2 separate regions of the Drosophila melanogaster genome follow, and region 1 is linked to region 2. A link is a contact called in public HiChIP or PLAC-seq data. All regions are on one chromosome and are shown on one strand. The core of a region is the stretch at or near the end of the contact, and the rest is flanking DNA. Distances in the headings are between cores, read along the strand shown. Region 1 holds the start of bel (belle). Region 2 holds the start of stck (steamer duck).

The links. HiChIP or PLAC-seq counts read pairs in DNA pulled down with a chosen protein or histone mark.
Region 1: an H3K27ac HiChIP or PLAC-seq map of the Kc167 cell line shows a contact between it and region 2, with 5 times the contacts expected there. The contact joins the promoter of bel here to the promoter of stck in region 2. A contact is called at or near these places in 22 of 107 Hi-C or Micro-C datasets (the Clone 8 cell line, the D17-c3 cell line, the Kc167 cell line and 11 more) and 5 of 6 datasets of contacts at active chromatin or transcription factors (the Kc167 cell line and the S2 cell line).

The regions. Positions count from the first base shown.
Region 1 is chr3R:8,659,373-8,662,166 of dm6, forward strand. bel (belle) reads right to left here and starts at 1,389. Exons shown (of 4, transcript NM_001275450.1): 1 at 591-1,389. The coding sequence starts at 635. It overlaps p (pink), which reads right to left. Exons shown (of 4, transcript NM_001316526.1): 4 at 1,531-2,794. The coding sequence ends at 1,714.
Region 2 is chr3R:8,355,540-8,358,261 of dm6, forward strand. It overlaps stck (steamer duck), which reads left to right and starts at 1,439. Exons shown (of 6, transcript NM_079554.4): 1 at 1,439-1,556.

The sequences.
Region 1 (2,794 bases), core at 139-2,638, 300 kb after region 2:
AATTCTTTTTAAGGACCTAACAAAGGCTTGTTAAAATAGTGTATGTAGATTACATGCTTTGCTTTTCTTCCATTTTTTTTTGCCAAATCACCCTTGAAATTAATCACCAGATCGCTTACTCCTGGCAACCCTATTTACAACAGCTTCCACATGTGTGAGCAAGCGAGAGAGAGCGAGATATAACACACACACACGACCAGCCTTAGAACAGCGGCACTGCTCGCACACACGACACACTCAACGTGAGAGGCCGAATGGAAACTTTCATATGTATATATTATACATGTCAAATTGGAGGCAAGCGAGCAAAAATTATACAAAAGAAATTACAAATTGGAATGACGAAGAGGGACCCAGGCGCACACACACACGCACATATATGCAAGCCATTGACACCGACACAATTCACCGTTGTAAAACGAGCGATAGAGACATTAGTGTGTTATGAAATCAATAAATTTCTAGGCGAACTTTTTCAAATAGCCGCATGAGCATCACGAACACACACACACAGCCACCGCATACACATGCGTGTTCCATTCTTATATAGATGGTAAATGGTATTTTCAGCAGTTAAAAACGCTACTTACTTGCTGCTCTAGACCTGTGCCATTTTGGTTAATAGCATTACTCATATTATCCTCCAATCAGTTGCTTTTTTTTTCTTGCTTTCCGTTTAGGAAAATTTTGCAATGGTTACGCTTTGAATTTTTTTTTTTGAATGCACACTTGCAATTTGCGACAAAAAAATGTATACGATCGTTGTGTTGGTGTTGCACTTTGTGTCTATACGTTTTTCCTTAGTTTTTCCGACAAAAAACTTCTTACGTTCCACAAGCTACTGCGTTCTCGTGTGAAATTTCAGGGTTCTTTTCGTTCCTCGCACACAATTCCCTTTGTTCGGCTTGAAACTGAGACGTTTCCGTATCGGATTTGGCTGGCCTGCTTGTGCCAACAATTACAATTACAAGCGCTATGGGCTTGGAAAATGCTGCTTCTCCGACGAGTTCACGTTTTTTTCCGCTTTCAGACGCGTGTCTAAAAAATCAGGGCTGCTTTAGCACGTATATCGATGAGGAATCGATAGATGCGGTCGGTGGAGGTAGAGCAGAGACTCCAACCTGGGCTCTCGGCGGCGGTTACTGGCAAAGACTCCGGCAAGGGCGTTGCCAGATCTATATCCTCGTCTCGCGGTCTATGAAATTCAAATTGAATTTTTTCACTTTTGCTTTTTCGGCGCGTCGATCCCTTCTAGGCTGTTGTTGTTTTTTGAATGGAAGAGAAATGAGGCTGGGCAGTTAAATTTTGTTTCTTAAAGGCCAAAAATGTTTGTGTTTATGTTTAGGAATAGTTGTTTATAAGGCGTCAGCCGCTGTACCCCATTTCGTTATTTGAAGCAAAAGTCAAAGAAATTCAAATTAAATTTGAAATTTAGTATATATATGTGATTGCCGTAAAATAGGTATTAAAAATTTCCAAACAATTCCATACTCAAGTTCCCTCCAAGTCTGTTAAAGAAAACTAAAATTCGAAGTTTCGAACTCTGGAATATATTCATTCACTTTCGTCTTCAGAATATACATATTGTGAATGTACATGTTTATATAGAATAAATGCTTTTGGTATTGGCCTTAGCTTGAGATTAGTTAGTGGAACAATAAATATGGCTATAAAGTATCGTATATATGTATATAATAATAATTTTCATATCGTTCAGCCCTTGAGCAGGCAGCGGGAGTAGAACTCCCGGTCGATAGCGTCGTTTGGAATGTATGAGCTCCACTTGAAGATCAGCGCCAGCGTGTCCCCGGCGGACATGTGATCCAGAGCGATGTTGAGGAAACAGTTCCAGTTGTAGAAGAAGTGGCGTCCCAACTGTTCCTGTTCCACGCCAGATATGCACTCGCAGTTGGCGCACACCAGTCGTCCGCCGCGTTGCAGTTCCACGAACTGTTCGAAGCAGCGGCCCCATGCGCTCACGCTCAGTTGTTTGCCCACGTCAGCCAGAAGTTCGGGGAGTCCGTAGTTGAGGACGATGGCCACCACTTTGGTGAGATTCTGTTCGGCTAGGTAAAATTTAGCTAAGACGTCTAATAGTGCCGGCACTGATTGAACAACATCAAAGCACTTCAGTTGCTCGCCACGGGACCAGAAGTATCGCAGGAGCACTGCTCCAAGCTCATGATACTGGCAGGAGGTATCGAAGCGAAGGGGGAACGAGCAATGCTCACACTTGACAATCTCCGCATTTTGCGAAGTATTTAGCAGCACAAATCCGGCAGCTATGTGATCCCGCGTAGCGTCGTCCACTTCCCAGATCATCTCCGGATCCAGGTAATCGAAATACATCTCGTAGCAATTGCGTTGCGCTTGGTCAGGCGTATCCCCATGCTCTACCATCACCTGGGCTAGTTTCTCGAGCAGATTCACCAGCTCGCCAGCTGCATACTCGTCGAAGACAGCGCGATAACGATCGACGCACTGCGTCCGGCTAAACTTGGCGCTCTTGGCGATCAGGTAGAGGTTGTAAAGAGTCTTCTCCTCGGGACTGATGTGGGGAACCTGGGGAGCCGGTTTCTTACAGCGCCTAACAATTTCCTCCTCCTGATCCTCGCTTCCCGACTCGTAGCGTGCTTTGATGTCCTTGAACGGCAGAGAACGCTCGCTGGCTGGAATTAGTTCCCTGACCAACTGCTGCTGTTCCTCGGCAAAAATATTGAACTTGTATTTTATGATGTTCTTGCCGAATTTACCAGTTACCGTCAGCAGCGCATCCTTGAAGTGTCCCGTTTTG
Region 2 (2,722 bases), core at 189-2,688:
AAATCATGCGTAATAAACTTACAGCTACGCGTTGCTACGTGCCGAAAGTCTCGCAGTTCCCCGGCTTCCAGGTTCCACCACCTTTTTCCAAGCGTGTGACAGTGAATACTGACAAAAAATGTATTTGTATCTAAAAAATGGAAGCCAAACTGTGTCAGAGCAAACGTTCAAAAGAACTAAATTCTGGATGAGCGTTAAGAATATACGTTAAAATACACAAATTTATTTGTCAACAGCATAATTTAATAGTTAAGTAAGACATATGCTGTAATATGGGGTTACATTTTTTTCAGTGCTAGATTGTGGATGGTATTGGATCTCTTTCTTATGACGCTTGTTGTTCGTTCGTCTCGCTCGCACAACCGGCGGCCTTGTGGGGACACCTTGTTTTTTTTTTGTTATGCTGGAAAAAAACTCATTTAATAATAATAAATAAAGGCGACTGACAAAAGAGTGAGATTGATAAACAAAGAGCGCCGCGCTGATCGATTCGCTTGGCAACCCGTTTTAACGGGACAACGCTCCATAAAACACCAGCCAATACAAAACTATACTATATATACTCAGATACAAATAAAGCAAATTCTGAAACTGCAGCTGGAGTTTTATCTCCGTTCACATCGCGGAAGTCGGCGAGGGGTGTTTCAAAAATATGACCCTCACACCCACGAGGCGGAAGTTTGCCGCAAACAGACATTCGGGAAAATAATTAAAGCAAACAAATAATGCATTTACATGCATGTTCCGTGGGCACATCAAAATGCTGGCTCTTTGTAGAGAATTTTAAATTATTGGCGATCGGGAATTATATGAAAAAATAACTTACACCTGTAAAACTTTTCTTTTCCTTTTTGTTGCTTAAAAAGAAACTCATTTCATAGTGATTGTGGGTTTCATAGCAAGTTTACAAGCTCTTGATTCTCTTATCAATACATATTTTCTAATGATAAGTATCAGCGAAACTGTTATGACATTTGTGGCATTGAATTCTTTTATAGTTTCCCTGCACATTTATTTATGTATTTCCCCAATTGGCGTGTAACATAGCAAAAAGAAAATCAATCAAATTCAATGCTAAAGGGATTTCTTGCCTGCAGCCTAAATTGGCATGCGAACCGGTCTTGTTTACAAACAAATAGTACGTGAAATTATAAGTAGAGGCAGTAAGCTGATAAGAGCGCGTTACGAAACTGTTTCGAAGAAGAACAGCAGTTGGCCAGCAGCTGATAAGAAGGTGAGACAAAGAAGCAAAAATGCCACGCTGCGATAAGCGTGGCGCCTTAAATCGTAAAGTTCTTTTAACTGATGTATTTCGGTAACATAGGCTAATAGCGAATTTAAATTGGCGCCCAGTAGTATTGGGTGTTTATCGATTGACATTCAGGGCTACCTGCCTCGAGAACAGAAGAGCTATCGATAGGCAGGTTGTACAGGGATTTTTTAGTGATAAAGTAGAGTGGTTTTTTCTGCGTCTTTTTCCACGGAAGCTGTTAGTTAAATGAAAAGTAATTTAATTGCAGCAAACTGTGGCTTTAATTAAAAAGGTTTCTCTGAAGGTAAAAAGTACTTTTTCCGTTGAATGCAATTCTTCAAATGTGAACATGCTTAAGTGAAACGCGTGAAATTCCAGAGATTTGCCCATTTTGGCAATATAGGTGTTGTTGTTTTTGTGCTGCGATAGCGCTGCGCAGATCGTCTTCTTGGCTGAAAATCAACCGGATCTGGCTAGAAGGCCGCCAAGCGAGCAGAGCTTAAAGCCAAAAGACACAGATTGATCATTTCTATATGTTTTTGCAGTGTTTCACTCGCCGTGATCAGAAAACGTTGTACACCAGGTGCAACAGGTGCCGTTGTTCGCAAGTGAAAACCAGTTGAAAGCAACTAAAAAAGAAAAGCCCACAGAATGCCGCCCGTGCAGTAAGCAGAATGTTCCGCCCCACTTTCTTAACGTCCTTGTCTTCAAAACGCCCACATATTGCATCATTTGGCAGCATAATAATCATCGTTATCCATTCGCACAAATAAGCATTTCGCTAATTAATAAAAAAATATAACTAATTCAGGCTAGCAGTGCCTATCATTCATGCCCTAATCCAGCGTTAACCCTCTGCCAGTGATGGTGGTGCTTTGGACCCCCATTCAATGCAATTTTCCTGCCAGATGTTTACTCCATCGATGACGTCATGGTCATATTCAAATTTATTTTTAAACGCCGCCACTCGAGTGTGTGTGTGTGTTTGTGCGAGAGTGCGTGTCTGTGTATTGTTTACTCTTCGTATTTTTGTGTGTATTCGTCGGATTTGATTATGATGAGTGGGCCGCTGTTGTGTTGGCGGCAAACCCAATTCCAATTGGATGCTTGAATTTGTAACCCCTTTTGGAGGCCAAGGAATGTTCAATGACTCAACCAGTAATGGGGAGTTGATAGTTACATCTTATTATATATATTGTTTATATACAAACTTTTCAAATGGCGCTCCTGCTTGTAATAATTACTTCAATTACTCATTATAGCCATTCATTGTTATCCAGCTTAAAGCGAATATGATAGTTCTTCGTATATATTTTATATATGTATATATAACCTGTTCCGAAACGATATATCACCAAGCCATCACATCTGCAGCGTATCACGCTTGATATCCAACTGCCATGCGACACTCTCTGTAATGAAAGCTAAACTTCCACGGAATGCCAGAAAGCTTTTTGGCTGTGCATTCGA